2 separate regions of the Zea mays genome follow, and region 2 is linked to region 1. Evidence: chromatin contacts called from public Hi-C data. All regions are on one chromosome and are shown on one strand. Each heading gives the region's core, a stretch centred on a gene start, on an enhancer-like site or on the middle of the called end of the contact. The rest is flanking DNA. Distances are from core to core; before and after follow the strand shown. Region 1 has its middle 92 kb from the start of LOC103632266. Region 2 holds the start of LOC100281459.

Region 1 (5,367 bases), core at 947-3,446:
CTCGTAAATTTAGGAAAGATATGTGTGACAGTTTCTATTTTAAATGCTTTATTTTCTCCATAAATTTGGGATCGCTGCAACAACCATGCAGCTAGACTCGTAATGACCATTTTATGATATATACTGATACTAAATATGCTACACTGTATAGATAATTATGCAATTTGGTATACTGCGTAAAAATCTGTTACCAGCTGCATGCACACGAATTTATGATGGAAAGAATATGCAATGAAAGGAAATGAATTGCATACATAGAAACAAAAAATCGCATTTAATGTTTTATTTCCTTCATAAATATAGGATCCCTCCAACAACCATGCAGCTAAACGCATTAGAACTAGTTTATGATATATACTGATACAAATTATACTACACGGTGTAGGTATTTATGCAATTCGTTACACTGCGTAAAAAATCTGGCATGTTCTCACTGGTGGACGCATCTCCGGGTGGAGCGTAAAAACCTTAAGTTTTGAGCATAAAATCCCTCAATTATAAGCGTAAATACCGAGTCAATGTGAGAGGTTGATAGCTCTAGTAGGTTGTTATTACGATCCTATTTTTATAACAGATCCGAAAACATGGCAGTCGCATGCATGCGGTTTCTATTTTTATACAGATCCAAAAATTATGGCAAAATCTTGGGAGTTTCCATTGCATGCGCGCAAATTACGAACAACATAAATCAAGGAATTGTCTTTCCAATGTGCATGCAGTAAACTGATATACGAACTCCGTGTTCAAGCATAAAATCGTACAGTTTTTAGCGTAAATAATACATGTGGTAGGCATAAAACACAATAATTGAAAAGAAAACACAAATCGAAGGAGGTAGTGGCCGGAGGACATCGTCGATGATACAAGCACAAATGTAGGTCGTCACTCAGGCCACCCAAACTGCGCCGGATCGGAGGATGTCACGCGCGATCATCGCTGCGCGCATCTTGCGCCTTCCATGACGCCGCTCGCTCGAACCTCGCACCTCATGCATCGCCGTCTCTACTCGCACGTCGATGGGCGCCGCTTGCTCACTGGCCTTGGAAGTGCCGCCTCCTCGAGGCCTCAGAGACGCTGCCACTTGCCCGCACAAGGGCCCCGCTGTCGCTCACCCTCTGGATCGGGGAGCCACCGCCACCGACCTGGGAACCGCCGCCACTACTCCGGATCGAGGAACCTCCGCCACCGCGCGTCGAGGTCATGGAGCTGCGGCCACCGGCTGGGGGTCCACCGTCGCGCACGCTCTGGGCAACCGCCGTCGTTGCACGCGGCGTCGCTAATGATTCGGGGTGGAGCGTAAAAAACTGAACCCTAGCACTCCGGGTCCTATTTTATAGATGTCCGGATCTGGTCCGGCTCGACCGGATTGCACTGTCCGACCTGGGCTTCCTCTAGTTATTGGAAGCCCATGGCTCTTAATATATAAGCTATATATATATATGCCACTAAGATTAATGCAAAATAGGAGTTCTTGAGTGTAGAGAGCACTGACATCAAAGAGGGATGTGAATTAGGCAATCTAATTTATCTCTGATTTATGACCTCTACTTTTCTCCTAGTCAAAACGTACGCAAAGAACTAAGCTATCCTATAAGCAAATATAAGTGATGATATCTCTACAACTACAGTGAGTTAACACAACTTAGGTTCCAAACTTATCCACTAGCTTATGACTAAGCTAGAAAGGTAAAGAACATAACCAAGGTAATACAATATAAATACATAAGTTTAAAGTACATAGATATATCAACTTCCATTGACATATCGTTTTTTACAAATGTATCATGTAATAACATACTTTTTGTATTGCACAAAACCCCTATGAATATACAAACTCATACCACAAGTTTGGAGATGAATTTAAATTCTTTTCTTTTTAAACATGTATTTCCATAGTTTTCCTAAATAGAGAAACAGAGGAAAGTATTTTGTATAAAAATCCTGAAAATAAAATGAGTCCAAACTTTGCTAAAGTGTTTCTGTATGTTATTTTGATCTTATGGAAAAATAAGCAATTTGGAGTTTATTTAGTTTGAATTTAAAAGTAAACATAAATTCCAATTCTGATAATGAAAAGAACAAAATAGTGCAAACCAGGCGGCCCAGCCGAATTCATCCAACAAGCCACACACGTCCACATTCTCACTCTCCCTCTCTCTCACAGACAACTAGGCCCTGCTTGTCGGCGTCCACCCACATGCACCGAGTCGAGTCATAGATGCCCGGGTCCCACCTATCATCCCCGACCTCTGGCTCTCCCTCTGTTCACCGATGAACAGACCGCCGCCAATCTTGCTCCTGCAAGACCAGAGCTCCACTCTCGCGCCCATCATTCAGTACCAAAGACCTCGCACCTCCACGCTGGCCCTAGTCACCCCATTTCCTCCCTAGATGCCCACTCCATAACCTTAACCGGTTTCACCATCATTCAAATGGTGGCCTCGACTGCACTTCCCTTATCGTTGATCCCTCTACATAATCAATAGTCCAGAGTTATAAAACTCAGGCCCCTACACGCCATGCTCACCTCAATTCAAGGTCCCAGTGGCCTGAGCCCTTGCCTGTGCTACTAGTGCTATTGTCGCGACCCTTGAAGTTCCCTAGAGACGTTCCACTTTCACCTGAGCCATTTCTACCACGACTCTAGTGCCACAAGCTTCACTGGTGCTCAGGACGTCCACACATGCCTTGGGGTGAACTCTACTAGCTCCCACACCTCGGACCATGGTGCTCCTGACCTCGTCGTGCCCTTAGGCATTGAATAAGTTGTTGAGTCCAATACCTGCAAAAGTTATAAGAGAGATTACCAAGTCTTAGGGACTTAGCTTGTGTGCATTCATGAAGGGACTTACAATGTTAAGATGTTAGCAAAGCCATGTAGGTGATAGGATTTACAATGTTAAGACATCAGCAGAGCGTGTAGGTGATACTGGCGTCCTCCTAGAGGGATTGTTGTTTAGGATCTTATAGACATGGCTTTTATTGACCTGATAATGGGCTTTCAATGTGCAGGGAACTGTAGAACCATATAGGTGATACTTCCACCCTCCTCATAGGGACCTTAAGTACACCCCTTTGTGTTTAGGAAACATTTTAGCGGTTGATCAGTCCCCACTACACGAAAACGTTTAAAGGACGTCAGCCAGGAACCAACGTTCTTGCTATAATAGGGCAATGTACTTACCTTATGTATGACGGTTAACTGACGTACTTAGCTGACGTACTAAAGCAACTAAGTACATCGATCTAGGGTACCCAATGTACAGTAAGGCATTAAGTACGCCGTTTTAACCAATCGACGTACTTAAGAGCATGCCATGTGGCACCTACCACGGGCTTCCTCAGTTAGGCATGTGGCTTTAAATACATCGGCGAACGAGACATTCTTACATGTTGAGTACATCGTCCATGCTGGCCGACGTTCTTAATCAGGCCACATGGCGTTTCCAACGGTTCTACTGGCCACACCACGTGGAACTAAGAACGTTAGCCCGTCGCCGTTGTTAGATGATGTGGCAGTAAGTACTTCAGTTTAACCGACATTATTATATGATTTTAAAAAACATATAAAACATGTTATAGCTCCCTCCCCGGATGGGAAACCTCTAGAAATGGTTCTATATTTTTCAAACCTGCATCATCAGATACATACAATATCTCAAATAACAAAATAGTCCAAACATCACATACATCATCACATACAATCCAAACAAAGATCCGCCAATTCAGAGAAGAGGGATTCGTTCTATTCTCGCAACATCCATTAGCCAAGTGCCCAATTCGTACAGTCCAATCCTGGCTTGTCAAAGAAGAAATTTGTTGAGTGAATCGGATCAATGGTAGAAGTGCCAGGTGCTAGTGCTCAACCCAAAAGACAGGTGCTGAGTTGAAGAATAAGCCAGGAACAGAGGAAGCAAAGAAAGCGGATGCAAAAGAAAACAGATTTTGTAGTCGTCCTAACGCGCAACGCCGCTAAAGGCTAGTGCGCTCAAAGTATAAGTACAAGTGTAGTGCATCCGTTGCTACTGACTACCCTTCATGGGCAACACAATTAGTTTAGTTATGAGTTATGCCCTTTTTTATCGATCAAGAAATTAGAGAAATGATTTATATCTCTATTGGGCTGGGCCATTGAGAATGATCAATAGTATTCTACTCCGGTATCAGGAACGTAAGAACTTCCCGATGTAAGGAAATCACTCCGATCACTGGGCGCCTGGGCTAATTGAATGGGGCATATGATCCATACGCTCGCTAAGATGAATTTGTCACATTTCTTTATGAGATTTTTGATAGTGTATTTGTATTTCTATTCCACAAATCCACACGACACAAGTCCACAAGTCCAAACACCACGTATCCACAAATCCACAAGCCCACAAGGCCACTCACATATGAATCATATAAGGCCAAACATCACTCTTGAGGTGGCTCGTGGGGATGCACATCGCTTGGGTTAAGGAACCAGTCGACGAAGTTCATGGCATCGTCTGATCTAGGATGCGAACCTGAACCAAGAGATATAATACATGTATTACTATATTTTCCATATGTAAAGCTCTAAGTACTCAAAATAGATACATTACATATCGGGAAATGTAGCCTACCTAGACACTTCAGCCGGACCAAATGCCATATGCCAATAGATCATGAATTGACCATAGATATGTGGCTCATAGTTTAAATTGACAATTTAGATGTCTATAATAAGCCTCCACTCCAGCCACAACACTTTCATCTCTTCAATCAATGGTTGCATAAATACATTGATTTTTGTTAATAGATCCTTAGAGCCAAAAACAACTAGAGCAATAAACGTGACCCCTTATTTCGTGCATTTGCTAGGAGGTAGATTGCAGGGCATCATCAAAACTGGCCAATGAGTACGGAGTGGAACTTCTGCTGAAAGGAGTGAATCTGTCCATCGACAAACCAAGATGAACACTTCTAGGGTCGCTTGCAAATTCTAGATAAAAAAGGTCTAGTGCCTGCCATGCCTCGCTATCGGGATCTTGGTACTAATGATCCCCTTCCTTAAGCCACCTCATTTGCTTCACTGTCTCCTGATTTAGAAACAACCATTTAAGTTGTGGATTAATATGCATGTACCAGAGCTGCTTGATCAGGACTTTTGTAGTAACATCAGTCCCATCCTCATCCACCACCACTACAAACCTTGACTTACTTTAGTGTAAGCAATAGATGTCATTCTCATGGTCCTTGTAGAAAAACATGCCATTATTTTCGCACGCATCAATCTTTTCATAATTCACACCGAGACTTGAGACAATCTTTTTAGACTGATACAAATTCTCTAGTGTTGGGGACTTGTTCTCAAATGCTATGAGTTAAGAACAAGGCAACACA
Region 2 (5,738 bases), core at 3,121-5,620, 210 kb after region 1:
TTTCTAACAAGTGGTATCAGAGCTAGGGTTAGACACATTGTGTGATATCCTGTCCCCTGGGATGGTGATTTTCTGGCACAAGGCTAAATAGAATTAATAGAGTATCCATACCAACAAGGTGCATCTTTTTTTTCGGAAGTCTATCTCGAAAGAACCTCCAAGTTAAGCGTGCTTGGCTTGGAGCAATTTGGGATAGGTAACCAAACGGGAAGTTTTCTCGGGTGCGCATGAGTGAGGACAAAGTGTGCACAAAAGACTCGTGTTGGTCTGAGGGGACGATATATGATCCTAGAGAGCTGCCAAGAGTAAGTACCGCCGGTCCAGGGATTGGACAGGGTGTTACACATTGTTTTTATCCATATTGTGATCGCCGCCGCCGCCTGGTATTAAGGTTTCTCATGGCAATCATATTATCTTGAAGGGCAACTGTTTGAATAATTTCTATTATTTGCAATGTTTAACAGTTGATGTTGGAGATGTTTCTATTACGTTCCAGAAGAGAGGTTATTTTGATGATACAAAGTCGTGCTCCAGTTCCAAGTCTAATGATTCCTTAGACTTGGTAGATATTAAATTTTAGCATCCTAGGGTGTTTGGGAAACAGTTCTATAGATTTAGAGTCAAGGGGAGATTTGTTGGAATATTCCTCTAATTCCTTTTATATATTTCGAATATGCTTTGGAATATGCTTTCATTTACACATATAAATATAGATTCTCCCTGTAACTTGTTCTCCGTGGTTTATAGTGGATCTGTTTTCTCGTGGTTGTTTGCTCCTTCATATTGGAGGGGATTTTTCCACGTAAATCTTTGTATCTATTTTATTCCCTAACAATTTTGTTTCGCACCTTGGTTTTGCTAACCTGTTCGTTTTAGATTAAAGCCGACTGTTTGGACTGCTGGTGCAATCTATATAGACAGAAACATCCGGTATGGATTAAAGCTAAACAAAGTAACATATTTTCCACCATAAACGATGAATAGCATTGAACCTTATTCCCTCCAAGCCCGCGTAATGCAAATCGGTAATCCATGGATTCCAGCGCGACGATGCTGTTCTTTCACTACAACAAAAGTTAGATTAAAGTTCAGGCATCACCGAAATGGCATATATATATGTCAATGAGTCCATTTGGGACCGGCCGGGCGCTGTACTTTGTAAGCCTAATTTTCTTTTGTCTTTTTAATAATGGGCACCGGAACTCCTGCCACTCGTTTCAGTAATACCAAAACCAACATATATGTAGTAGGTCCCATTTGCAGTGGGGGCAAAAAAATCAGAGGTTCTTGCCGTACGCGAAATATTATATGAAACTCTTTCAGGAACTTGTGCTCCATAACTCAACAATGCTCTCTTTTCTTCCATAGTGAACTTTTTAACGAGCCGACATATGCCAAACACACAAACGTAATATATATTCAGTTAGGTGTGACGGAAATCTGCACGTTAACTTGTTTACGTGTATATATATATGCTGCCTTTTTTAGATAATGACATGTTGCTTCTGGATGCTGAAAATATGTGTGATTTTTTTGTTTCTATCCTGCCTTTTTGCAGTAAACTTCTGATGAACTTTTGTAGCAGGACAGAGACAGACGAGTACGCTTCGATCCCGCGAGAATACTTCACGTACCGAAGCTGCAGTATTCGTATGAAATCCTAACCGTGTGTCAAATTTGTTCTTGACAGTTTAGTTGCGTTTTTTTTTAAAGTGGCCGATTAGTTAGGAAGACCACCTTGAACAATCTCCGTTTCCTTTTTTTTCCCTGTTTGCGAATAGCGCGCGCGGAAGCATGGCCCGGACAGAACAGAAAAGGCGCAACTTAATTAGCTTGGAGCTGTTACTTGTAATAACGAACAAAAATTAAATAGAATAGGTCATTTCTCGTTGTCAACTCCATACATAGACATCACGACGATGGCACACAAACACACAAGCATGTCAACGCTAACACTCTACCAACCCACTAGAGAGGCACTGCTACTACTGTACACAACTTTGCTACATAAAAACACTCTGTACATAGCTACGCATGTATATAAGGGCCCATGGGGTACAGCAAAATCTGGGCTCTGCATGACGCGCGCACAGTCCGGCCTTCTTCCTGTCGCCCAAGCGTCGAGGAGGCTCGCTTCGCTCTCCAGTTTTCGGAGCCTTGATCTGGATCCCGACGCGCGCTTCTCCTCTGTTTCTTTTGGTTTCTGGATTTGAGCTTGGGGCAACTCTTGGCCACATCATCTCAAGTTTTTGCACTTTTTGCTGAACATGCTATGCATGATGGCAAGGTATCGATCTGTTGGTCGTCGTAGCAGGTCCATGCATGAGAGGTCAACGATGGTCATGAGTGAGCTGGTAAGTTGATGGGCATCCATCGTCGTCGTCATCATCGTCGTCAATCGTCATCATCTTGTGGAGGTTTGCTTCTCCCATTCCACGGCGATGTCCTGCGCAACCTTCACAGCGTCGGAGGAAACGCCGGAGAGGCCTCTCCTGGTGAAGCCAACAGAGTAGAGCCCGGACTCCCCCTTCCAGCCGTGTGGGAACGGCACCCTTGGGTACCCTTCCTGCGTGAAGAAATCACTTCCCTGACCAGCACAAGAGAAGCCCAGTTAGATGACAGTACAAGTTCTGTTTTTCTTTTCTTTTTTAAAAACAAAAACTTCATGATATATAACAACGACAAAAAAGTATTTAGAGAGGTTAATTAGTACTGCTACCTAACGGCTTTAGAACTGTCAAACATGCATTAGAGAAATTTTTAAAAGCCCTACTTTTGTTCGGTACAAATTAAATACAATATACACGTCCCTAGCTAGTTGGTACCATAAATTTCCTCTTTACAACTTTCTTTTCCTTCGTTCAATCAAAACCCTTTAGTTTGTAAGTTGAGGTTTTCAATATTGATTACCAACCGTTAGTATATATTGTGAATGGAAAAAGAAAAGAAAAATTAAGAAAAAAAGGTGAGCCACGCACTATGGGATGTGACATGCAAGAAGTTATTAATATGATGTACAACATGTTGTTGTACCTTGAGCCACTGAGGGACGTTGCTGTGGTAGCCGGTGGCGAGTATGACCGCGTCCGCAGCGACGCGGCGGCCGTCGACGAGCTCGGCGCCGCCACGGAAGAACCTCTTGATGCCCGGCACGACCTGTATGTGGCCGGAGCGGATCCTGGCGAGGGCGCCGATGTCCAGCACGGGGGTCCTGCCCCTGGCGTTCTTGAGCTCGAGAGGGCCCCCGGCGGGGCGCCGGATGCCGAGCTTCTCCAGGTCGCCGAGGAAGAGGCGCGCGAGCAGGACGAGGACGGCGTCCACCAGCCAGAGCGGCAGGAAGCGGAGCAGGAAGACGGCGACGGAGAAGGTGGCGACGCCGAACATCTCCCGGGGCAGGACGTGCACCTTCTTGTCGAGAAAGAGAACCGATGGAGCAAGTCAGCAATAAAAGATGAAGAAAGAACGGATGGGGATGGGTCGGAGCGCTGTGCTGCGCTGCGCGTCGTTCTTCTCACCGCGTCCCTGACGACCATGGACGGGAGGGCATTGTGGTCGCAGAGGTCGAGGCAGACCTCCATGCCGGAGTTTCCGCAGCCGACGACGAGCACGCGCTTGCCGCGGTACGCCTCGCCGCACTTGTACTCGGAGACGTGGGAGACGGGGCCGGCGAAGTCCTGGGCGCCGTCGAACTCGGGCACGATGCGCTCGGCGTTCTCGCCCGTGGCGACGACGAGCCAGCGGCCGATGTACTCGGTGGAGGCGGCGCTGGCGACGTCGTCGTCGGCGAGAGCGTCGGCGGCGCGCACGCGCCAGAGCCCCGCGGCCCGGTCGTAGCGCGCGGACGTGACGGCCTGGTTGAAGCGCGGCTGGACGCCCGCGCGCTCGGCGTAGGCCTGGAGGTAGTCGACGAACTGGCGCTTGGTGGGGTACTCCGGGTAGTGGTCGGGGAAGGGCATCCCGGGGAGCTCGCAGAACTGGCGCGGCAGGTGCAGGCGGAGGCGGTCGTAGGTGCGGCGCTGCCAGAGCGACGCGATGCAGTCGGCGCGGTCGAGCACCACGCACGGAACACCGCGCGCCCGCAGGCACGCCGCCACCGACAGGCCCCCCGGCCCCGCGCCCACCACGATGGGCCCGTTCACCCACACCACCCGGCCTTCCGCAGGCGGCGGCGCTGACGATGCGTCTGCTGCCTCCATCGATGGATCGGATCACTAGTCGAGCTAGCGACGGCCGTACCACTAGTCTTTTTCCTCTCTGTATACGTCGTAGGGTAGCTTGTGTGTGGATGTGTGATGGGTCGACGATGGGAGCACGAGACGAGAGACGGATGGGCGCAACGAAGTGGAAGAGCAAGGGAGAGGAGGAAGATGCAATGCAATGGGCGGGTTGTGTACTTGTGTAGGAGGAGGGGTTGCACTCATGGGGCTTAAATAGGGGAGAGGGGAGGGGAGGGACGGGCCTGGCTCTGCAGACTGCAGGAACCAACGGACGGCGATATCGATGTGGATGGGGAGGAAGGAAGTTGACATGCGGGCCGGGCTGGGGTAGCCAGCCACTGGCCACGCGGACAGTGGCCGATTAAATTCCCGCCACGCCAAAGCAGCCGAATCTGGTTCTCTCTTCTGCTCTGCTGCAGCTCATTTTACTAGAGTCTAGAATAGCAAAGAAAAGCATGGCATGCGCGTGCCTTTAGTTTCCCCTAACTTCTCCGATCCGTGTACTAGGGCGGTAGGAGTAGAAAATCGTGAGGGGTTAAAATTAACATGCATCGAGGAGGACCATGCTAGAGCTCTATAGAGATAGCTAGTAGTACGTACCTAACAGGCCGGACAGACGTACACATACTTATTGTCACTATTGCATTTAGCAACCACCAATACCTAGCGCGATCGATAGGGGGCAGGGTGCCGGTCGATTGGATATGCAACATTCACTTGGCTACCGTGCTGAGCTCTCTGCACCCATACTATATATAAGAGCAAGTTTAATAATATAATCGAATGCTGGCTGTAAAAATCCTTGCAGCATGCTATTTAGCTTACTCGTTTAGTGGTTAACTCTTCACTATTAACATAGAGCCTCACATGTCTCAAAGCTTCTTGGTTCTTGTGTATATAAGCCGACTGTAAGTTTATACGTACCCCGCTTCTCCTCTATTCTCTCTTCTTACTTCTTCACCGCCTCAGCACATTTAGCAAACTTATAATCTCTTATTATACTTTGTCTAAGCAAGATCAATTTGGTTGCAACATCTGACCGTTGTACAACAACCTATAGTGTTGCAACAAGATTGGTCCTACACACACATAACATGTACATGAAGCCAAACTATGATTCCATCCTACTCTTACGTGCTCATGCATGTGTATGTGGCACACCTGCGCTGCCTCCATCCGATCGATCCTGTACGTGGGTGCTAGCTAAATGCATGTTGCCGTACGGAAGTGTTCGAGCTAGGCTGCAGCCTCACCAACTGCGTGTCGATCGATCGTATTCGGGGCCGGTCCTAGTATTTTGGGCCCTCAGCAACAGCTAAATATGAAGGCCTACTTCATATTCATATATATGTCTATGTGTGTATATACTTATATATAGAAACTTATGGACACATAATTGTTGATCTCAAATAGGTTTTCAATAATTTTAGTTTTAAAGTGCTTTTTTCCGACAAATGGAACATGAAGACAATAAATAGTTGATATTCAACCGAGACATTAGGATAACAAAATCCACCTCTT

Evidence for each region. A called contact is a pair of places that touch in the nucleus more often than the background predicts.
Region 2: a contact with region 1 is called in a Hi-C map of tassel, with 2.0 times the contacts expected there. The contact joins the promoter of LOC100281459 here to the enhancer-like site in region 1. A contact is called at or near these places in 2 of 25 Hi-C or Micro-C datasets (ear and tassel).

What each region holds. Positions count from the first base shown.
Region 1 is chr7:39,739,540-39,744,906 of Zm-B73-REFERENCE-NAM-5.0, forward strand. No RefSeq gene overlaps it. Among protein-coding and RNA genes, the nearest start is that of LOC103632266, 92 kb to the left of the region's middle. Within about 2 kb of position 2,197, at least 13 of the 20 cell types and tissues checked have an H3K27ac peak or open chromatin away from gene starts, as enhancers often do. A contact at or near this core is called in ear and tassel, where this site is marked.
Region 2 is chr7:39,945,557-39,951,294 of Zm-B73-REFERENCE-NAM-5.0, forward strand. LOC100281459 reads right to left here and starts at 4,371. Exons shown (of 3, transcript NM_001368017.1): 1 at 3,516-4,371; 2 at 3,034-3,405; 3 at 1,855-2,587. The coding sequence starts at 4,196. The coding sequence ends at 2,405.